Regions from separate parts of the Mus musculus genome. Here regions 2, 3, 4, 5, 6 and 7 are each linked to region 1. Evidence: chromatin contacts called from public HiChIP or PLAC-seq data. All regions are on one chromosome and are shown on one strand. The core of a region is the stretch at or near the end of the contact, and the rest is flanking DNA. Distances in the headings are between cores, read along the strand shown. Region 1 has its middle 24 kb from the start of Hhipl2. Region 2 has its middle 69 kb from the start of Gm34177. Region 3 has its middle 140 kb from the start of Gm34177. Region 4 has its middle 110 kb from the start of Dusp10. Region 5 overlaps Dusp10 (dual specificity phosphatase 10). Region 6 overlaps Gm39725 (a long non-coding RNA gene). Region 7 has its middle 31 kb from the start of Gm39725.

Region 1 (3,008 bases), core at 129-2,628:
GGCCCCCTTAACCATAACTCACAGGGAGGGATTGCCTGCCTGGCTCTGAGATCATTATTTATAACTTACGTCTTCTGGGGGCAGCGTTATTCACCCATGCAGAATCCTCCTGATATATATATATCCCCAAACAGCGCCACCTACTGGGACCAAACGTTTAAATACACGAGACTATGGGGATCATTTTACATTCAAGCTTGGGAACCTGAGCTCCAGACCCAGGGTTTTCAATCAGGGGTGGTTTTGCACCTCCCAGCCCAGGGAAACAATGGCAATACCTGCAGACACTTTGATAGTTGTAACAGGATGGAGTCGGGGGTTGGGGTTGCGACTGGCATTTCCTCAGCAAAAGATAGGGGTACTGTTAGATGCTTGTGGTGAGCAGACAGCTTCACAGTAACACAGACCGCTTTGACCCAGTGGTGCCAAGGTCAAGAAATCTCAGTCTCTACATATCTGTAAGGCACTGGAAGTCTGGAGCTGGCAGTGCTGAACCAGCTCGGGCTTCATGCAGCGACAGAGCATCAGCAAGGGCTGTAGAGGCCGCCTGTCCAGAAGCCTATCTATTCTCTTTTGTTTTTTCTCTCATGATCATGTATTTTTTAAATTTCCTTTGATAGCAGTGCCATACATGTGGAGACCAGAGGATGCATTTGAACTGATAAGGACTAGGTAGAACTGAAGGGCTAGATGGAATGTTAAGGCCTAGGTATAACGTTAAGCCTAAGTAACTCTTACGTGGCTAGCCTGCCATTTTGCGCTGTTACTAGTATTATAAGGAAACTTCCTTATGTGCAAGTTGATTGCATATTCTCTTAAATTCTTTGCTCTTGGAAACTGAGCACAACAGAGGTTAGTTAGAACTGCTCTGTATAGTTAGCCAAAATGAGCTTTGACCCAAATCAGCCAATCAGCAGCACTTCCTGCATATGTGTATAAGCTTGTATGGTATCTGCTTTTATAAGCTGCCCCTGGTGTGAGCCTGAGCATAAGAGAGACATCTGCATCTATTAGAAATAAGACTTCTATTTTGAGTAAGTGTTGAGAGGCTACCGTGGAAAACACCTTCTACCTCTTTCTTGCACGTGAAGAGCAGAGTACTGGGAGAATATTCTTGTACTCCAAGTTCAGAGACCATGGTCAGGAAGGCTAAATAAAGACAAGAGGGCCACCTCTCTCCGTGTCTGTGCTGGGGACACCTGGAGACCACATCGGCTTCTCTGCCTTGAGTTCATCATTTGTAAGCAACAGCTGCTAAGGAGAAAGGGTGGGGCAGGGCTGGCAAGTGAAGAACTCGCCCAGCTTCCTTGTTGGTGACACAGTCGTCGCTTGTTTACATTAAAGATAAAAAGGGCACAGCACAAGACTGCCAGGCAAAGTCTGGTGAGTAAGTAGAGAAGAATTCGGAGAAAACTTTCCTTACAAGAGGACCTCGTTGTCCTCTTGGCTGCAGTTAAGTGAGTAGTCAGTAGGTGGCGCTAGGTCACCACATAAGAGATTGCCTGCCCTGGCTGCAAATCAGTCTTGGAGCTCACACACTCCTCCTGAGAGAGGAAAATAGAGTAACAGGAGAGATTTAGTTCTTAAAATAAGTCAGCAGCCTAGTGAAGCAAGCACGACCACGGCAGGTACATTTTCTTGCTTGAACTGGCGGAGAAGGACGTTTGCTGCCAGGGGCTCTGGTTGCAGATTCCAAAGGATCAAAACACAAACGTAGATGAAGTCTCTCAGCAGGCCTGGCTTCACAGGTGAATCTGAGCCATCTGGTGCTGGCCGTACCGGCCCTAAGAATGCGATCCAGCAGGGACAGTATTCTGTGGTGACAGTTCAGAGGGAAGGGCTTTGTCACCCAGGCCCCTGTTTTCGCTGTCAGTGCTGATGCTGGGACCCCAGCTTGCGACCGTTTAGTAGACTTAAAGATTTAACGTGATCAGGCTATTTCTGGATAATGGTTTCTGCTTCCTTGCCTGGGGACTGAGCAAAAGACTCAAGAAAAAGGACCCCGAATAGCAGGTTGAAATGGTGCAGAAGAGTCTCCCCGATATTGAGAACTATGTTCCTGGAAAATGGGGCAGAGCAGGTTCTGGTATTTTGAGAGAGTCAAATACCCGATCATTATAGCACAGATTTGACAGAAAGAAAGGGGAGGAGAAAGATGGCGGGCTAAAGACACAGCAGGGTGGTAGGAATATATCAATTATACATAGTAACATAATAATATATTAATTATACATAATAGTTTCACTGTATTTCCATACACACATCTAAAGCATCTGCTATATTCACTCTCTCTTGTTCCCACCCCATCCAACCTGGTCCCCTCCCTCTTCCTAACACCCACTCCCCCCTTTCAACTTTCATGTTGTTTTTTGTTGCCGTTGGCCCGGTGCATTTCACTAGGATGCTTAGAGGATGAAAGGTTGTTTACTGGAACACAGGCAACTTAGTGTTGGTCACACCACTGAAGAAAGTGTTTTCCCTTCCCCCAGTAGCCATGAGCTGCTCAGAGCTCCTCAGAGAGGAGTTGGGTCTCTAGAGCCCCTCTTCCCTCCTAAGATGCTGATGGCCTTGTCCGGTGTAGGTCATCACAACGGCTGTGAGCTCAGACATGTAATTACCATGTCGTGCCTAGAAGACAGTGCTCCCAAGCAAAGAATTTTGTTTCTTAAATATGTGGGTGACCTTTGGGTGTATATCACTCCCTGTTCCCAGGAGTTTCTGAAGAGCCACTGGTCACAGGCCCGAGAAAGCAGTAAGTCAGTAGGACAATCGATAACCAGAATTTATAGACCCGAATAAAGGAATCAGTAAATTTGAGTTCCACAACAGCATACAGATCTTCTTCTGCAGATGACACACGTTGCTTCATGAATGATCATAATGGAAGCCTCTATAAATTGATGATGCTTGTGGATCTCAGCTCTACCCAACAGTGCAGCTTCCAGCTGGAGATACTGGCAACCTGGCTGTGGGATGCTATTCCCCAGGTCACCTCACATTAGCGTGGA
Region 2 (3,008 bases), core at 327-2,826, 820 kb after region 1:
AGATTTACTGCTACCAAGACCCCTGCCCTCACTAACCCAGTTAAAAACAAACAAAACGATCTCTTGCCTAAGGAATGGTGCCACCCAGAGTGGACTGAGTCTTCTCACATCAACTAACAGTCAAGACACTCTCCCATAGATTTACTTGCAAACGACCTTGCTCTAGCTAATCCTTCACCAAGACTCTCTTCCTGGATGGTCCCAGGTTGTGTCAAGTTGACAGTTAGAACTAACCATCAAAGTTCCTCAGACATTCACTATGGGCCAGCCAAAGTTGATCATAACAATTTCTGTTCACTGTTTCCTGCCTTGTGTCAAGTGGGTTGCATATGTTGTCATTACCTGCAACAAAGCCACAAAGTGTAATCTCTCTTCATTTCGCTCGGGATGAACGGAGCCCACGGGGACAAGGTAGGGTTTGGGTTTTGAGTTCCTCTACTATGCATGTTTTTCCTTTTCTACTTTTTTAACTTCTAAAAGACACACAGCCACCTCTATTTGTAAGAACACCGTTGAGTGACGTCACACACTTAGAAGGTCTCATGTGTCACTATCCTGCACCTTTACAACCTTTGTCTCTCATAAATCCAAACCCCGACACCACTAAACAGGAACCACCCTTTCTGTTCTCCTCCTAGGCCCCCAGGAGGCACGCACAGCGTATTACAAATTTCCCTTGCTCTCAGAAGCTGAATAACGCTTGGCTTTCTTTATCTGCCCATCTATCAGTTTGTACTTGAGTCGAGTCTGTGGTGTTTTTAGCTATGCGAAACACTGATGTAGAAATGTTCCCCTGAGAGCCTGTTTCCGGTCCTTTTTAGAATGGACTCAGATGCTCCACTGTTCGAACCCTAGAGCCTCCTCACTGGCCCTTTGCTTTGCTGCTGTCAAGATCTTTTCTTTGCTGCCCAGGTTTCCTTTCTTGTCCTACTTTAGTTCCCTGCAGGATAAAATTCTGTTTGCCCCATAAGTCTCTCTGGTTGGCTCTTAGTTCAGTCCCTTGCACACAGTAGGCACTCAATAACTAATGACTAACTAGATAAATGCTCACTGTATCCCTGGTGCAAAGTCTTATGGTGGTAGGAGACACACATGACCTCGAGTCTGAAGATGGTGGAGAGTTTAGAAGAAGCTTGCTAAACAAAGGAAGCCCTCCTGTCTTCTAGAATAGGAAGTATACAGGGCTCTATACTTCCTGGGGCTTCTTCCAAGACCCCATGGCACCTGGATCAAGAGTCAAGACTGAGCATGCTGGAGAGTTGTCCAAGCTAGGTCAACTCCAATTTGGCAGAAATAGGCCTACAGCTTTTTCTCTGGGGTTCTTTCTCCCAACATCACACATGGATGCTAATTAGTCAGGCACGCCTTGATGCAGAACACTTGTGACCCAGGGAATTGGAGGGAGAAGCTGAAAGGGCAGCTGTGAAACAGCAGGGGCAAGGGAAGGGGAAGGGGAAGAGACTAGAAGCTGCTCTCCAGAAATAAATGCAAGTGAAATCAGGTCCAGTGAGAAGCAACTGGAGAAACAAGCCTGGTAGTCTCACAGCTGGGTGCCTTTGCTTAAAATACCCAGCCCTCACTTTAGGAAAGTCCCTTCCACACAGGAACATGCTGTGCTGAGAGATCTCAGAGGCTGAACCCCCTAGTGAAATGCTGACTTCAACTTTCGTTTTCACCCTGACAGGCACAGAAGTAACTTCTAAGCAAGGGCCTTGATTGTCATAAATTCACACCAGGTTGTGGTGCTGGCTTCTGTCTCACAGATGGGGAAACTGAGGCCCGGCTTAATGTAGCAATCTGCTTTCCTAGCATTCTCGGTATTTCCATCCAGATCAGGGCTCTGGATTTGGACTGTGTTCCCTGGGAAATGACCAGCGTGGTCTCCATGGTGCTGCAAACACACCCATTGAGTGGCTGCCTGGTGGCTTAGCGTGGCAGATGCGTGCTCTTCTCCCAGATCTGCCCTGGCATCCCTGGTATTTCCTGTAGATACCATCAAGAGGACATGCCATAGGCTTTGGTTTCAAAGACCAATGAAATAGGACGTGACCCATCGCCATGACTCACTTTTAGGGACTTTCTCCTGAGGAGAGCCACACAAATAGCCTGGTGACAGACTCTACTCATGTTGGTAGAGCACACACCCTGCTTCCCAATGGCTGGAAGGCAGCTGCACTAATGAACACACATTCATTAACAGAACGCAGCACTGTAAAGGCCCGTGAGGATTAAAGTGCTCTGGTGCCAGCTGTCATTCACTTACTGCTTCGTGAGGGATGCATCAGAATGCTATCCATGTAAGAGGAATTGCACACAGATCCTATTCCAGTCTGCCTATAGTCTAGCGAATGCCATTATCCGATTGGAAGTAACAGTTTGCTCAAAGTGAAGCAACACAGTTGCAAAGTCACAACAGAAGACACATTCCTACTTGGTCCAGCTGGCATCTACCTGCTCACAGGCCCCAGGGACCAGGCTTCTTTCTCATCCAAATCCCTGCCTTTCAATCACACAGGCCCCATCTACTGTCTGTCTCACCTCCCTGCCCCGTGTCAAGACCTCTTCCCAAGTCATCATCAGACCCACGGGCCTCACACGTCCCTCTCGGCTCCTGCTCACGCATGCTGTGTTAGTGACAGGGTATCATCAGTCTGACCGAGAAGCTGACTCTGAGTGTCCAGGTCTGTGAGAATGCCTGATTTCCCTTCCCTGTGAGGTACAGTCCTACAGATTTCAATAAGATGTATCATGGCCACACCTGGGGTCCAGCATGGTGGCAGCACCTCTTTGGTATTGTCCTTCATGGCCACATCTCTCCTGTACCTGCAGTTCACGACTGTCACTGTTCTCATAGCACGTTACAGCTTGAGACTGGCTCCTTTTACCCCCAGCATTTATGTGCAGTGCAGGCTGCCTTCTTTCTACTGAAGGACATTTGAGTTGTATACAGCTACCTCGAACATATTGGTTATGCAAACATACCTTTTCATGCTCGCAGGCCTGAGATA
Region 3 (3,008 bases), core at 130-2,629, 750 kb after region 1:
ATTGTAATAGTTAATATGGACAGTCAATTTGCCAGGATTGAGAATCTCCTAGGAGACCAGTCTCTGGTGTTCTCTGGGTTTCTAGATGCAGTTAATTGAGGTGGGAAGACCGCCTCTAAACGCAGCCAGCTTCATTTCAGGGGTGGAGAACTCAGGCTGCAGAGAAAGGAAAAACTGAGCAGACCCCCAGCATTCCTCTCTCCGCCTCCTGACAGGGGCCACAATGCCACCAGCCGCCTCACACTCGGAGGCTAAGCCTTCTGTGCCATATGGGACTGTACTCCCAAATTGCCAAAATCCCTTCTTTCTCAGATTGCTTTTATCTGGTATTTTGTCATCATAGCAAGAAAAAGATAACTAACAAGGGGATTCTGGGGGGGGACCTCAATTCTGATTTCAAAATATTTCTATGACTAGGAATGGAGAGAAAAGGGGTCCTTTCCAGGAGAGTCACTGTGGATCCTCCCTAGGTTGCTAAGGGGGTTCCATCCCCTGGAAGACATCACAAGAGTGACTCGTGTCAGCTGAAGAAGTGTAGCCACGGAAGGCTCAGAGGACCATAAGGCTGGGGCTTGACAAGTCACTGTCTGGGTCCATTCATGCAGCTGGAGAAAAACAATCTCTTGAGTGTAGGTATTTTATAAGGAACTTCTTGCAGTCTCGGCGACTGAAAGGCCAAGATGATTTATCTCACTTATATCAGATCGGCTTCCTAGAATGTTTTATACTCTGAAATAGAAGCCAAGACCCAAATTACTTATTTTATCCATCAAATTGTTGTCCCTCTTTCATTTGGCTCATGTGTCAATTCAACGGAATGAGATAAGCATCGAGAGCCACGCAGTCAACACTGATACACAAGGGAGAGGGCCAGTGTACTGCAGAAAGTGTCTCGCACCAAGAAACACGCAGCACAAGCCAGACTCTCCACGTGGGTCATCCTGACTGCATTCCAATGAGATAGAGGCCTCTTCCTTTTCTCTTGGCACTGCACACAAAGGAAAGCCATCCAAGAGGCGTCAGGGTTTTCTTGACATTACAGTTGGTATAAGACAGACTTATCATTAGCCTGGGTTCCAACACTGAAAGTAACATCAGCCAGTGTTATTGCTGCTTAATTCTGCTGATGAAGAAAGCAAAGGCTGCCTAGAGCTGAGTATGTTTGCAGGTGTGTGCACACTAGAACTGGCACCCCCACCCCCTTCCAGGGCGCTAGATGGGAAAAATGAACCCTGTAGCCCTGGCTGAGAAGCTGCAGAGGCGACGAGGGGGAATCTACACTGCAGACAGTTAATTAGGACTCTTAACCATGGAACACTAAAGAACAAGACCTTCTCAGAGCTTGCCGCTGCGAGACTGGGTTATTCTTGGCAGAAGGAAGGCAGGCGAGGTTTTGGTGCAGTGTTGGGTCTGAGCCGAAGCTCATGGTTAGGAAAGGCTGCTCAGCTTGTTAGTGGCCATATTAGCCTGCATTGGAGGCTGCCTGCTTACAGCTCATAAAGTTACTGGGGGCTCGAGAGATGGTTGTGTGGGTAAAGTGTTTGCAAGGCATGAGGATCTGAGGTTGGATTCCCCAGAACTCATGTGAGAAAGCAAGGTGTTGGCACATGCTTATGATCCTTGGATCAAGGAGGCAGAGACAGGCAGAGTCCACCCAGCCTAGCCTACTTGGCAAGTTCCTGGCCAATGAAAGACCCTGTCTCAAACACCAAGAAAGAATGATATCCATGATCCCACATCATTCTGTTCCTTCAGGAGCATCTTTCCCTGGCCTGCTAAGCTCCTTCTTAGCTTTTGAACTCGGGATAGACTTTGTTCTACATCCATAATGGGCACACACACACACACACTAACATACATGAACACACATATATACACACACACAAACACACACACACAGATTCAGACATGCACACACACACACACACATAGCATCAAAGCAACTTGCCTTTCTTTGTAATCCTTGTACTGCATTATAGTGATCTACATAGATCTTAACTATATATGTTTGTTTGTGACTCATTCAACAAACATTTATTGAAACCTTAATCTATACACAGAGTTACAAGGCTATGGAGAAATCAGGACAAAAGCAGCAGCAGACAAACAGGTAGATGGAACAGAGGAAGCAGGACAACTCAGAAATGTTGGTCTGATGTGCAGCACACGTGCAATGCAAACTAGGGCACTTAGGCTCCGCATGTGAGACACCAAGCATCTATTCTGAAACAGAAGATCCCACCTCTCCCCAGTCTCTGGAAATCAAAATCCTTTGATAATGTTCAATGCAGTGCAATCTTCTTCCACTTGTGGAGGACAGTAACACACTTCACTGTGGGAAAACCGATGTGTGTGGCTTCAGAACGCTGCCTCAGAAAACCCGGGGGTTTAAACGTGCATGATGCCAGCAGATTATGTTTCTAAATGTGAAAACAGATGCTGTGTTCTAAGGTCTCTCTGACTTCACGAACATCAGAGAGGAGATGCTGGGGCCTTCCTGCACTGCATTCCATTGCGGGCTCTGTTCTGTTGCACTGGGCACATTGCAGCTTACTAGTCCTGTGGAAGGGGCCGACGTGCCCATCAGTTTACACCCTTCACCTGTCACATCACTGGTATTCAATGTATGCATTTTATAAATGAGTGAGCAAAGGACTAACAGAAAAGATGTGGGAATAGAAATAAAGTAATCTTTTCTATATAGAGGAAAAATTTATAGCCAATCTCCAAGGCTGGTTAGGTATCTCTAGAATTCTCCAAGCAGAAAAGACAAGGGAAACTAAACTTGACAAAACTAGAGGTGTTTTAAAATGTTTTTGTCAGACAGGGGTGAAGGTTAAGTGGGGAAAGCGGATGTGAGTTCCACTCACTCATGAGGATGTGAGTTCTGGTCCCCAGCACCCATGCTCATGGCTTTAATCCTAGTGCAAGAGGGGCAGAGACAGAAGGCTTGTGGTAGCTTTTGAGCCAGGCAGCCTAGCCCAAAACCTTTGAGCTCCAAAAGAGTG
Region 4 (3,008 bases), core at 184-2,683, 700 kb after region 1:
TGATTCAGGTTTGCCCAGCTCATCAAAGCTCCATAAAAAACAACCTGTTCACCGGGGCTCACAAAGCAAGGTGGAACACAGAGGCTCAGGTTGTCAAATACCTGGGCAGATGCCATTCCCAGTGTGCAGGAGCGGGCACCAGAAACTGTCTGCCTACAGGGAGGCATTAAAGGGTTCACTGTAGAAATGACAAGATACAGTAAAGCATAGTGCTAATCTTTGGTTTTTATTGAGTGCAGGCAACTCACAAAAATCCACTGATGAGCAAATATCATGCATGAGTTTTTTTCCTGAGTTTAATATAACTGAGCAGTGACTATTTTTTTGCTTGTTTACATTTATGTATTTTAGATCCGTCTGTCTGTCTATCTATCTTCCCCATGTGTGTGTGTGAGTGAGTGTGTGTGTATATATGTTCATATATACTATTCCATGCTTGTGTGTGGTTCAGAGGACAATGCCAGGGGACTGACTGATACTCCTTGCACCACACATTATCCAGGGATGAAATAACGCCAGATTAGCCTTGACCTTAAGCTCCTTAACCCAGTGAGCCATCTTACCATATTATCACAATTCCTGTGGCCATTTCATGGGTCTCAGTACCAAGACTGATTGCTCACACTTTGAATTCAGGTTGCTTTAGTTATTCTGAAGCCTGTGGGTTCCATATAAATGTACACTTACCCATCTATGTTTGCCCTCCCACCACCAGTGAATAAGGTGTCTCTTTTCCCCACATTTCTACCAGTGTTTGTTGCCATTTCTTTTCTTGATGATTGATGCTCTCAGTGGGAAGAGATGGGCACTCAAAGTGATCTTCATTTGCATCCACACAATGGCTAAGCATGCTGAACATTTCAATTTTGTCTGCTCATTTTGGTTTCTTCTTTTAAGAAGTCTCTGTTCAGTCTATCGGCCCATTTATTGTTTGGAAGTTTTATTTTGTGGAAGTAAGTTTTCAGTGGCTCCTGTAGTAGTTTGAATGAGAGATAGCCTGCGTATTTGAATACTTGGTACTGAGTTAGAGGTACTGTTTGAGGAGGTAGTAGGACTCTCAGGAGGTTCAACTTTACTGGAAGGAATGCATCATGGCTAGACATTGAGGTTTTATAGCCTCCCTACTCTCTCTCTCTCTCTGCCTCTCTTCCCCTTCCCCCCATTAGACTGTTTGTCTGTCTCTCTCCTCCCTCCTCCTTCTCTTCTCACTTCCTGTGTGTGGAAGAAAATGTCATCAGCCAGTTTCCTGCTCCCACCTCCATGCAGCTCTGCTGCTAAGATGGACTCCATCTCTCTAGAATTGTAAGTTAAAATAAACATTTTATTCCCTGAGTTGCTTTTGGTCCTGGCATTTTTATCACAGCAACCACAAAAGTGATGCAGCTCCCAGTCTCCCAGCTTGCACTGTATTACGTTTATTTTCAATCTCAGGAATGTAGGGCTGACCCGAGAGATCAGAAAAACAATGAAAGTAGTCATAGGCCAGTTCCTACTCAATAGCGTTAAGAAATCCAATCACTTGAGATTCGAGACACCAACATTTGACTCATTTATAAATCTAAGAATAGCTAAAATCTTGTCCAAAAGATTAGTCAAAACTGTCACCCTGTGGATGGAAACTCTCTTGTTGTTTTTTTTCTTCCCCAGGTAGAGGAAGGACAGGTGCCCTTCCTGGGTTATAATGCAGGCTGGGTTCACTCCTGTAAGAGAACTAGCCTATGGCTGTAATGGCCTCCCGTTGATGACTCATCCTGCCATAAAGTTGGATTTGTTTATTCTGGAGACTCATATTGTCATCCCAGCCCTGGGGTAATTTAAGCTCCTAAGAGCTTGTAAATAGATGGTTAAGGTGCCAAGGAAAGTAATTGGATGAGTATACTTCTCCCTCGAGTTACAGCCAGACTGTGGTATGTGGGCTCTGTGACGTCATGTGTCTGATGTGACGTATCACATGCTTCTGTGATTTCCCGATTCTTCTATCATCAGACCCATTCAACCGGTCCCCTCTCCTGTTACAAGCCCAACCCAGATGTTCCCAACAATATTGCTCATTCCTATCCTTTCCTGGTCATAAGCTGCTGCTTTCAGCTTTCTGTTTCTCTCAGAGATCTCTAGAGATCTCCAAATAGAACAAATTTCTTTTGTGTTGGTTTAAATGAGATATATCCTTCACAGGCTCATGAACTTGAACAATCAATCTCCAGTTGGTGGTTCTGTTTGGGGGAAGTTAAGGAACCATTAGGAGGTGGGGTTTTGCTGGAGGAAACACATCACTTGGGACGGTAGTGGAGACTTATAGCCAGATTCTACTTCCTGTCCCCCCTTTCTCTGCTTCCTTTGTGTAGATAAAATATGAGAACTCTGCTCCTGACAGGCAGGCTGGCCGCATACTCCTCTACCATGCCTTCCTATGTCCACTGGAACTACGAGCCAAAAATGGATCCATTTTTTTTTCTTAACTTGCTTCTGTCAAGAAGTTTATCACAGCAACAGAAAAGTAACTACCACAGATCCGTAATGACATCGAAGCCAACTGCAGACTCAGTCTGTGGGCCTGTGTCCAATCCTGACCGTCAGTCATGAGTCTCAGCAGCCTCCTGCTGAAACGAATGTTAAGGAGAAGAAGCATAGATGGAAACAGCAGGTGAACGTCTCTACAACCTAAGAGATGCCTTACAGACTTCCGACCGTGCATTGCTATTGCTGATGATCTGTAGTCAGTTCATGTGACAAGAAGCATGTAGCCCTTAGAGTGAAAAGACCAAGGCCATATGTCTTGTTCTTCCACACATGTTCTGTACAAGGCTGGCAACTTGAGACTGGCCTAACTGCTTGACAGCACTGTAATCAAATAACCAAACGGGACAATGCTTCATACTCTGGCTCACACATGTGAGATGCTGAGTTCTGAGTCAGGCGCTACTTGTTAACAGTTTTTAAAAAACCTAGTCATCTTATGACATAGCACTAAAATGATGATTCTTTGTGAATCTTCTACCACTCAGAAT
Region 5 (3,008 bases), core at 219-2,718, 610 kb after region 1:
AGCATGCCCTTCCCTGCTGAGCCGTCTCACTTGACTTCTGACTTACGCTTGAGGCTTGCTCTTTCACTGAACCCTAGGCTACATTGAACACTTGGGCTACATTGCTTGGACCGTGAGATCCCTTCTAAGATTTTGTCTCCCCAGCCAACCCCTGAGGTGTGTACCTATACCTGGCTTTCACGTGGTTGCCAAGGAGTGCAAACTCACGTCCTCATGCCTCTTCTGCTTGCATTTGACTACTGGGCGGTCTCCCCAGCCCACCTTCCACATCTTCTATAAAACGTTTGGAAAACGTTCTGAGGCCTGAGAACCAGATGCTCCAAAGTTGTCCAAATCATGACCTTGACATTCATCTCCGAGGGACCTCTGCTTTCCTGGTTCTCAGTGAACAGCTTTTCCACACTGTGGAGTGGGATTCCTGGCTGGCTGGGACTGACTGGTGGTGGCTGGTGGCTCTGACATTAACCCTTGAGGTCCATGGACATCATTTTGTGACTCAGCAGGTCCCAGCTCCTTCCTTCCTTCAGCTTTTCTTCCTTACCTTCCCAGAGCTCTTCAGAGCTCTCAAATCTTTCAGATCTGGCCACATGGTGTCTTCCAGGGGTCTTTGCCCATCAAAAGCCATTATCCGTGGTGGCTTTGTTTTGTTAAGGATTGCAGTGTGTGCTGATGTGATGTACAAACTTGGGAACAGAACTCTTGTCAGATAATGGGGTGGAGTGTTCTTTTCTGGAGAAAAGTGGCTATTTCATCTATGGGGAGACAGCTCACTTTCTGGTGCAATGCAGCTTGTAGAACCATCATTTTCTGTTACTGGTTGCTAACTCTGTCCATGTGAACACATGCTTGCACATACAAACACATGCTCCTTTCTGTTAACATGGCCAGATAGTAATGACTTTGGCACTCAGCAGGGACTCCTTGAATGGGGACATCACCTTTACCTGAGCTGTTGTCTCCTGGTAGCTATGCCCTGCCTGATTCTGGTCGCTAGAGCTAGTTGAAGCAGCTCTGAATCATACTTATCAGATTTCAGAAACCCTTCTTGGGTTGCAGTGTGAAAGACTCAGCTGCATGTTGAAACCATAATTTGGTCAAATATGTTATTAGTGTTAATTTTGGCCTGTTTCCCTTTACATTTCAGGGTAGTGACTAGAAAAAATAGTCTTGCCATGTAGTATCCTGCTGACATTTCTATCCAGTGAGGCCAATCTTTGTATAATGATAAGTTATCATTTCTTTCTAAGATGAGAAAATAGAGGCTGAGAGTGGTTCACAGAATCACTTGGAGTCACACCGAAGTCGCCTGAAGTCTAGGCTGACTCCCAGGTCCACAACATTTATGGCTATGGACTTGTAAATTGATTTTTTTTTCTGCCCTCTGTCCCTGAGTTGTGGGAGATGATCTCTCACCCTCTGGAATCTACAGAGAGATAAGAGTGCCTGAGCTGCTCCTGCAGAGCCCCTTGGCTCACACCTGAGTTTATGTTAATGAGATGACTCAGGGGACAAGCTGGTCATCTATCAGAAGGGCCAGCCCTGTGACTGGCCCGGAAGCTTGGAATGTAGCCAGCCTCCGCAGAAGAGGCAAGCTGGACTGAGGATTAAGTTCAGACACGGGGCTGATGATGAATCAAGTCCAGTTGCACCTAGTGAAACATGATCCTGAAGAACACAGAAGCCTGGCCCTCGAAGCTCAGGCAGGCATCCTCCTTGCACACAGGGACATGCCAGCAGGGTAAATAGAGTGTCTTCATTTCACACGACTGAACAGAGAAGTGCACGGTGTGGAATACTAGGGCCTACGTTGTGCAGCTTTCATTTTGCTGGCCCTGGCTTGCATCCTTTATAGTGAAGCCATTAATTAGCACAAACAAAAGTGCTTTCCTGAGTTCAGCGAATCATCCTAGTGGATTCTTGAACCCCGGGTATTATGGGGAAGCAAAGAACTAGTGACAATTTAGTCAGAGGTGTCAGAGGCCTGAGAGACACCACACTTACAACTGGCAGTGAGGCCAACGCTGTTGGGGATTGTGGTGGCTTTCTGTAAGAGTCAATCTTGGAGTCGCTGTCAGAGCTGTGTCAGAGCTGCATTGCAGTATTCTGAGATGAAAGCACCCAGTGTCTGCTTGAAGGCCCTGGTGGTGAGAGAACACCGTAGCACTTGGTAAGATAGCAAGACTTGTTTCCCTAACCCCATTTCCTTGGAGACAAGAGGCAGCCTTCACTCTAGTCTTACAAAATGATGTGGTCTTGGGAAGACTGCTTTAGACTGCAAGGCTTCCAGGTCAGCAGGAAGACCTGTGATATTTCTAGGCCCAAGACCTTCCCACCTTTGGAGGCCCCCTCTATTTCAACTCCTAGGTGTCACCTGAGGGGTGTGGTGGCCCAGCATGCTGGCCTCTTTCTTACAAGAAATTCTTGAATATTGATGTTGAGATTTTGTTCCAGTAAGGAAAGCACTGTGTGGGAAAACCCTAAGTAAGGGATTTGCATTACTTGGTCATTTGCATTGTTAGGATTCATACTTGTGGCGTGTCTCACTTTGTTTCAAAAATATGGTGTCATATCCAACAGCGCCTTTTCTGTGGACACCCCTGTTTGGATATTTTAGCCATGGTCTTGTATGGTTATTTTTGGTCTATTTTGTTTTGCTTTCTCCTTCCTGGCTTAAAATAGACAAGGTCCCCCCACCCCCACCCCCACCTCCAAGGCCATTAGTTTTTAGCTTTGCTCAGACTAGTCCAGTCCAGCAAAGCCTTCTTAGGTCACCAAGCTCCTAGAAAGTTTGACTCCTCAAGGCACGTGATAGGGCCACCCTGGAAAATGGGTTTCTAAGAAAAGAAAACTGTCATTACTTGGTGGGAGGGGTTCTACAAGAAACGGGAATGAAGCAAAGAGTATGAAGAGTTGTGAAATCTCCTGAAATCTGTTTAACCTGGTCTGGCCCTGGGCTCTCTGCACTCTGTCACCAACGCAGGCTTGCTTATTAGAAGTTTAATGGTGGC
Region 6 (3,008 bases), core at 171-2,670, 570 kb after region 1:
TTAAGTTTCCTTTGCCTTTCTTGGAAAAAGAGCAGGCCATCACTGTAGGCAATTTCCAAGTTCTCTTTCTCTTGACATAGTCATTCTGTTGGGTCTCAGGGAGAAACTACTAGGAGAGGTTGGGTTAGAGATTGGAAGGGGGTTAAGTGCATGACAGTTGCAGGGACAAAGCTGTTAAATCATTCAGGCTTCTTGGCTCTGCAGGGATAATCTCTATATACTGTGTGGAAGTATAACCTGTCAATAACATGCCTATGGCCTATAGGAGAGAGGAGACTAGAAAGCAGGACATCCAGCAAGGAGCAAAGAACTGTGGGAAAGAGTCTAGCATAGGCGATTCCCCACCCAGAGGAAGTTGGATGTACGAAACTCAGGAGAGGTAGCTAGCCATGCGGCAGGCAAAGAATAGTACAAACAGGTTAGTCGAAGTTAGGAGCTAGTTGGGGAGACAGCCTAGCTTATGCCTAGGAATTTAATAAACAATATAGCCTCCGAGTAGTTATTGGGGAACTGGGTCACGGGAGGAAAAACCTGTAGTTACACATCTCTCTCAGGGAGTCCAGACTCCGGCATCATTTATTTCCTGGAGAGCTCATTTGTCCAGTTGCCGTGATCTAGTGACATTAGTGGCCTCTCAACAAGCTGTGAATGAGGAGAAACCACACATACACACACACACACACACACACACACACACACACACGCGCGCGCGGCCTCTGGAAATTATGGTGCTCTTCACAATGGGATTTTCCCGAAGCCTCAGGTTTACATCTGTGAATATCAGCGTTTCAGTTTTTAACCTGTATTTCACCAGTGTCAACAGACGGGATACCTCTTCCCGTTCCTGTTCCTTTTATGCTGATCTACGGGACCCTATGCTCGCTCCCCTGTATATTCTTTGCTCTGTGACCCGCTCTCTCGTTCAGTAATGCTTTTTTTTTTTTTTTTTTTTTTTTTTTTTTTTTTACTCTGTGTAATCTTACACATCAATTCCTAATAAAAGTCTTGAAGACAACTCTATGACTTTGGCTTATATCACCTAAGCTTTGGGGGAGTTTGTTTCGTTTTTTTTTTTTTTTTTTTTAAATTGAAGTGGTAGGACTGGAAGGGTGAGCTTCATGTAGCTATCAGATTTGAAAACCTGAGTTTAGAATATCAAAAACTTCTAAACTGAGGCGTGGGCAGCTGCAGTTAACCCTCCATTTCCAAAAGGGAGGCCGTGGATAATGAGGGCTAGCTCTGAGGTTGAACTCAGATGTTGACAAACTAGGAGAGGTTCTTGTTCTGTGGAATGTGAAAGATCACCTTTTCCCTTGAACTTCCTGCTTTCTTATCTGCAGAATGCAGCTGGGAGAATACACCCAGGCATTGTTGTGAAGATCTAAAGGGCTTTAGTCAGAGTCATCTGTGAGTCTCTCATCTGCTAAACCCTAAGCCAGCTAAAGGCAGGAAATTCTATACCCTCGGATGATACCATATTATACAACTAGCAAGACATCCACCAATCAGACTGCACCTTGGCCTAATCAAAGTAAACACTCTGAAGAGCCAAAGTGGTCCCAGCAGACTATTCATGCCCACAGGCCTCTTCCAAAGGAACCAGTGGGCCTTCTCTCGCACGCACAGATACCTACAGTGAATTTAAAACACTGTTTGATGAACCAGGGAGATGCCTCACTGGGAAAAGTACAAACGGGAGGACCTAAGAACCTGTCTAAGGCTGGACAAAGCATCTGTAGTCTAGACTTTCCCACAGAGAGGTGGAAGATGGAGACAGGAGAACCTCTGGAAGTTCCTTGGCAAATTAGCTTGGCATGTGCTGATCAATGGTACACAACAAAGAGACTCTGTGTTAAGGTGGACCCCAAAGACTGACACTTGGGGGTTTTTTTGGTTTTTTTTTTGTTTTTGTTTTTGTTTTTTGGTTTTTCAAGACAGGGGGTTTCTCTGTGTAGCTCTGGCTGTCCTGGAACTCACTCTGTAGACCAGGCTGGCCTCGAACTCAGAAATCCGCCTGCCTCTGCCTCCAGAGTGCTGGGATTAAAGGCGTGTGCCACCACGCCCGGCTTTGTTTTGTTTTTTGTTTTCTGATTACACACACACACACACACACACACACACACACACACACTCTCTCTCTCACTCATATATCTGCTTTGTAAAGTTTTACTTCATCCACATTTTCAATTACAGAAGCAGTCCCACTGTAGAGTAAGTGTTATCTCCTTTCCCTAAGTTTTCTTGGGGCCATGTGATCCAACCTTGCCCTACTTGACTCCATAGCCAAATACCTTTTATTTTTCAGAGCTCAGTCCCACGTGCTGGTCCCAGAACACTCACAGCCTCTTTTATTTTATTTATTTATTTTTTTTGCCTGAGTTACAGATTCATTAACCCAGACTTTTTAAAAAATGTTATTATTAGAACTTTAATCACCCATGTCCTCCTTTCAAGTTCTTGCTAAAATTAATTTCTGGCAATAATAATTATGTCAGTCAGGGGCCAGCCAAATATACCCGTGGCCCCTGGGCCAAATCAAGATGGGAGTTTCCAGCCATAATCTATTTTTTGGCTCATAATGGTTGTGCCACTTTGCCCACCTGCTCCCTTCTCTCTGTCCCGCAGCAGGTGAAGTATTAGATGGGCCAACTCATCTGCTGTGGCTAGACTCTGTAAATTATATCTTAGTGAACTCAGAGACAACAATGAGATAGTAAATAAATCAGGTCTAAGTCAAGGGCAGACATCAAAATGGCAATGGTTTGGCAGGCATGAGGGGTGCTAATGGTAAAGCTGGAAGAGAGAGAAACCAGGGAAACTTTACAAGGAGCTGACAAGAGTCTATGGAGAATGGGTAGGACTCTTATTTTGAAAGATGTTCTCAGCCACTATTGTTTTCAATGTACTCTAGGAGAGGATTGGAGAACACACAAAATCTGGTTAAAGAAAGGTGAGTCCTTGACAGTATGGCCTGTCTATCATCTTCCTGGCTCCACAATCTCCCCCTA
Region 7 (3,008 bases), core at 156-2,655, 540 kb after region 1:
TCCACTTTGTTTCATTTGGATACCTCTGCTTCTTCTTCACCAGATCCTGGAGAACGTCAGAGCCCATACCCCAGGCATATAACCGATTCTTCCTAGGAAACACGACAGCAACCTTAAGGTTCCAAACAGTTCAGGCATTAGGATGCCTCCTGAGACATCTATCTGTTTATGCATACATAGGTTTCTGAGTGTGTGTGTGAGTGTGTGAGTGTGTGAGTGTGTGTGTGTGTGTGTGTGTGTGTGTGTGTGTGTGTGTGTGTGTGTAGAGGCATGAGGACAACCTCTGAAATGCTATCTGCATCCTTTGAGACACAGTCTTCCACATTGAGTAGACCAGGCTGGCTAGCCAGTGAGCCCCAGCAAGCCTACTGCCTCTGCCCCCCAAGCAGTAGGCATTCAAACTTGCATCACCACGCCTCACATTTTTTAAATACAGTCTGAGGATCAAACTCAGATTCTTCTTCCAAGGCAAGAGTCTTACTGATTGAGTTATTCCCTCTGCCATTCCCAGGCTTTATTTTCATGTGATCAGTTTTGTAGCTTTAAGCGGTTACCGTGGTCTGTTTCCAGAACTTTCTGTCTTCCCAAACTGAAACTTGGAATCCCTTATACAAGCTCACTGTTCCCTTTCTCTCCTCCCCAGCTCTGGACACCAGCATTTTATTCCTGTCCTGCTATGGGTCCCTCGGGTATGTGGAATCATAGTCTGTGCTTCTTCTATAGTCTACTATAGTCTGGGGCTTCTTAGCCAAGGTCCTTCAGATTTTGTCACATAGACTCAGAGTTGTTCTTGGTGGGGTGAGGGTTAGGAATTCCTTTTTGATAAGTTAGTTCACCATTAAGCTAGTAAGTTTTTATGAACGTTTTTACTGTACATTTAGAAGGGAGATAGGAAGGTGACGCAGAAAACAGAAAAATTTTAAAACAACATCATTGTCCCCAATGTTAAACTTCTAATTTTGAAGATCTGGAAACAAAATGAACACATCCAAAATAGTAAATATCATGCACACACATGTCAACACACACACACAAATACACGCAGACCTCTGACCTTATTGCTTTCTGCAGTCAGTGCGAAAAACTTTGGAACAGGTGGTACAAAATCAATCCTGAAAAATCTAATTCATCTGAGGCAAATCCGAGTGCATTTGGGGACACAGTATTTAGGGAATTGACTTTTGAGGAGTGGCTTAGGAGACATTTTCCTTTTTAAAAACATCTAAATAAATGTTAATTATCCGGGGAATTTTTTCCTGCATGGAAGCAGGAACTAGTTTACACATCTCCTCTCTTTCCACGTGCCTCCTCACTTGCCACAGTTCATTGAATCCTGCTAGATGCAGTCAGCTATTCGCCATCTGTACCGAACAGCTGCAGTTTCCTTCCTATGCAAGCAGAACATTCTATTATCGAGAAATTGGCATATTGTGCCCGACGCTTGCTCTCTTCGCATCTTCCTGCACAGTGAGGCTAATCAGGGGAGAGGGAGCAGTCACGTGTCCCAGCTCCTGGCTAGGTCAGGTAAACACAAGCGACATCATGGCCGTCTCCCTCGCCAAGTTAACTTCTCCAAGTGCTCAAAGCCCTTCGATGAGACATCTGTGCCCAATGATACTGATGAATAGAGAAAGATATATAAATAGCCACAGGACTTCCTGTTAAATGTATTGCATTCAGTGTAAATATTTATGTCCCTTCCTTCTGAAATATTCTGAAAATGAGGGTAGAAAATTGTAAATCAATAAGGAGATGAGGACGTGAAGGGTGACTTCACTAACAGGAAATGTTGACAGAGTCGGAATCTTGAAAGGGAAGGATAAGTGGGAATGAATTCTTCAGAGCCCAGAGAGGCTGCTGGGGAGACAGCTACAAGCAAGAAGTCAATAAGGACTGCAGAGCTCTGGAATGATGCTGGGAGTGGAGTCAGTAGGTATCCTGAGACTAAAGGAAGGAAGGAAGGGTTAGGTGAAAATCTGCTCAGTCAGTAAACGCTTGCTTCAAAATCGTAAGCACTGGAGTTCAAGGAAAGACCTTGCAGAAGAAAAGCAAAGGAGAAAGTAGTTAAGGAATACACTTGACCTCTACCTTTGGTGTCATGTATACACACACATGTACACACACATACACACAGAAAGGAACCTGTATACATGGAGACACACAAACACATGCACACACAAAGGAACATATACACATGCCCACATGTAAAAGACCATACACACATGTGTATATACAAAGGAACACATACACACACAGGCACTCACCCTCCAAAAGCATCTGTGTTAGCAGCAGGAAGAATTCTAATTTACTCCTCCTTTACCAGCTGATAAACTCTTCTCTACCTGGTCAGGAGACTGGAGTCTTTCTGTGAAGAATTTTACCCCATCTGACTCCCACCCATGGCAGTACCTAGGCACAGCCGAGGGTGGGGTGACAATGTCAGGCTTGAAACACGACCGACAAGTATGTGTTTAATCCTGGAGAGCCACTCAGACCAACAAGCTGCCCTTCGTATAAAGAAAGCTGGTAAACACTGGCCTGTGGGTTCCTGTGGAGTGGCAGATATCATCTGACCAGACTCTAAGAACGCTTATGGAGAGACAAGCAATACAAACATCCAATCCCTCGTCTCCAGTCCTGAATCCTATCCACTAGCTCCCCTTCTGTGATATCCCTAAGATTATTCCCTGGACTATAAAATCTATGATGGAAAAAGAAACTAAGTCCCCATATTTCTATCTTCTCTGAGTAATCTTGCTTATTTACATCATCTGGGCTTGTCCTGTTCTCCCGGATATCATAAATATTGTTCTAAATGGATGTCTGTTTTGAAAACATCCTTCTGTTTTACTGTTTTGAGTTGACAGTGGATCGTAACACCTTTCCCTGTCAGTGTCTAAATTGCAGTGACCTCATTTCTTATAGCTGATAGCATTCTCCATGTGGGTGTAACACGTTCTTCCGTTAGCACTTAACTCGGGGCATTCCATTGCATCCAATTTGTCTGA

Evidence for each region. HiChIP or PLAC-seq counts read pairs in DNA pulled down with a chosen protein or histone mark.
Region 2: a contact with region 1 is called in a FOXA1 HiChIP or PLAC-seq map of pancreatic cancer cells. The contact joins two enhancer-like sites. A contact is called at or near these places in 5 of 15 datasets of contacts at CTCF or cohesin (the NIH/3T3 cell line, embryonic stem cells, large pre-B cells and 2 more), 22 of 484 Hi-C or Micro-C datasets (the C10 cell line, the G1E-ER4 cell line, the HL-1 cell line and 14 more) and 5 of 115 datasets of contacts at active chromatin or transcription factors (SST interneurons, T-cell acute lymphoblastic leukemia, embryonic basal ganglia and 2 more).
Region 3: a contact with region 1 is called in an H3K27ac HiChIP or PLAC-seq map of SST interneurons, with 9 times the contacts expected there. The contact joins two enhancer-like sites. A contact is called at or near these places in 3 of 15 datasets of contacts at CTCF or cohesin (the NIH/3T3 cell line, hippocampal excitatory neurons and pro-B cells), 6 of 484 Hi-C or Micro-C datasets (bone marrow-derived macrophages, cerebral cortex, cortical neurons and 3 more) and 3 of 115 datasets of contacts at active chromatin or transcription factors (SST interneurons, VIP interneurons and fibro-adipogenic progenitors).
Region 4: a contact with region 1 is called in an SMC1A HiChIP or PLAC-seq map of the NIH/3T3 cell line, with 17 times the contacts expected there. The contact joins two enhancer-like sites. A contact is called at or near these places in 1 of 15 datasets of contacts at CTCF or cohesin (the NIH/3T3 cell line), 1 of 484 Hi-C or Micro-C datasets (bone marrow-derived macrophages) and 1 of 115 datasets of contacts at active chromatin or transcription factors (fibro-adipogenic progenitors).
Region 5: a contact with region 1 is called in a FOXA1 HiChIP or PLAC-seq map of pancreatic cancer cells. The contact joins two enhancer-like sites. A contact is called at or near these places in 1 of 15 datasets of contacts at CTCF or cohesin (large pre-B cells), 2 of 484 Hi-C or Micro-C datasets (bone marrow-derived macrophages and pancreatic cancer cells), 7 of 115 datasets of contacts at active chromatin or transcription factors (astrocytes, differentiating embryonic stem cells, embryonic stem cells and 3 more) and 2 of 9 other capture datasets (embryonic tail and embryonic trunk).
Region 6: an HNF4G HiChIP or PLAC-seq map of pancreatic cancer cells shows a contact between it and region 1. The contact joins two enhancer-like sites. A contact is called at or near these places in 15 of 39 promoter capture datasets (the 3T3-L1 cell line, 3T3-L1-derived adipocytes, the HPC-7 cell line and 9 more) and 4 of 115 datasets of contacts at active chromatin or transcription factors (T-cell acute lymphoblastic leukemia, embryonic stem cells, pancreatic cancer cells and 1 more).
Region 7: an H3K27ac HiChIP or PLAC-seq map of SST interneurons shows a contact between it and region 1, with 7 times the contacts expected there. The contact joins two enhancer-like sites. A contact is called at or near these places in 2 of 484 Hi-C or Micro-C datasets (bone marrow-derived macrophages and granulocyte-monocyte progenitors) and 2 of 115 datasets of contacts at active chromatin or transcription factors (SST interneurons and embryonic stem cells).

What each region holds. Positions count from the first base shown.
Region 1 is chr1:183,440,818-183,443,825 of GRCm38.p6, forward strand. No RefSeq gene overlaps it. Among named protein-coding and RNA genes, the nearest start is that of Hhipl2, 24 kb to the left of the region's middle. Within about 2 kb of position 1,379, at least 48 of the 459 cell types and tissues checked have an H3K27ac peak or open chromatin away from gene starts, as enhancers often do. A contact at or near this core is called in the HL-1 cell line, the NIH/3T3 cell line, SST interneurons and 1 more, where this site is marked.
Region 2 is chr1:184,259,340-184,262,347 of GRCm38.p6, forward strand. No RefSeq gene overlaps it. Among named protein-coding and RNA genes, the nearest start is that of Gm34177, 69 kb to the right of the region's middle. Within about 2 kb of position 1,577, at least 82 of the 459 cell types and tissues checked have an H3K27ac peak or open chromatin away from gene starts, as enhancers often do. A contact at or near this core is called in the HL-1 cell line and pancreatic cancer cells, where this site is marked.
Region 3 is chr1:184,192,197-184,195,204 of GRCm38.p6, forward strand. No RefSeq gene overlaps it. Among named protein-coding and RNA genes, the nearest start is that of Gm34177, 140 kb to the right of the region's middle. Within about 2 kb of position 1,380, at least 3 of the 459 cell types and tissues checked have an H3K27ac peak or open chromatin away from gene starts, as enhancers often do. A contact at or near this core is called in SST interneurons, where this site is marked.
Region 4 is chr1:184,138,903-184,141,910 of GRCm38.p6, forward strand. No RefSeq gene overlaps it. Among named protein-coding and RNA genes, the nearest start is that of Dusp10, 110 kb to the left of the region's middle. Within about 2 kb of position 1,434, at least 48 of the 459 cell types and tissues checked have an H3K27ac peak or open chromatin away from gene starts, as enhancers often do. A contact at or near this core is called in the NIH/3T3 cell line, where this site is marked.
Region 5 is chr1:184,050,418-184,053,425 of GRCm38.p6, forward strand. The region is part of intron 2 of Dusp10 (dual specificity phosphatase 10); the gene reads left to right. Among named protein-coding and RNA genes, the nearest start is that of Dusp10, 18 kb to the left of the region's middle. Within about 2 kb of position 1,469, at least 114 of the 459 cell types and tissues checked have an H3K27ac peak or open chromatin away from gene starts, as enhancers often do. A contact at or near this core is called in pancreatic cancer cells, where this site is marked.
Region 6 is chr1:184,015,176-184,018,183 of GRCm38.p6, forward strand. The region is part of intron 2 of Gm39725 (a long non-coding RNA gene); the gene reads left to right. Among named protein-coding and RNA genes, the nearest start is that of Gm39725, 3.4 kb to the left of the region's middle. Within about 2 kb of position 1,421, at least 52 of the 459 cell types and tissues checked have an H3K27ac peak or open chromatin away from gene starts, as enhancers often do. A contact at or near this core is called in pancreatic cancer cells, where this site is marked.
Region 7 is chr1:183,980,881-183,983,888 of GRCm38.p6, forward strand. No RefSeq gene overlaps it. Among named protein-coding and RNA genes, the nearest start is that of Gm39725, 31 kb to the right of the region's middle. Within about 2 kb of position 1,406, at least 22 of the 459 cell types and tissues checked have an H3K27ac peak or open chromatin away from gene starts, as enhancers often do. A contact at or near this core is called in SST interneurons, where this site is marked.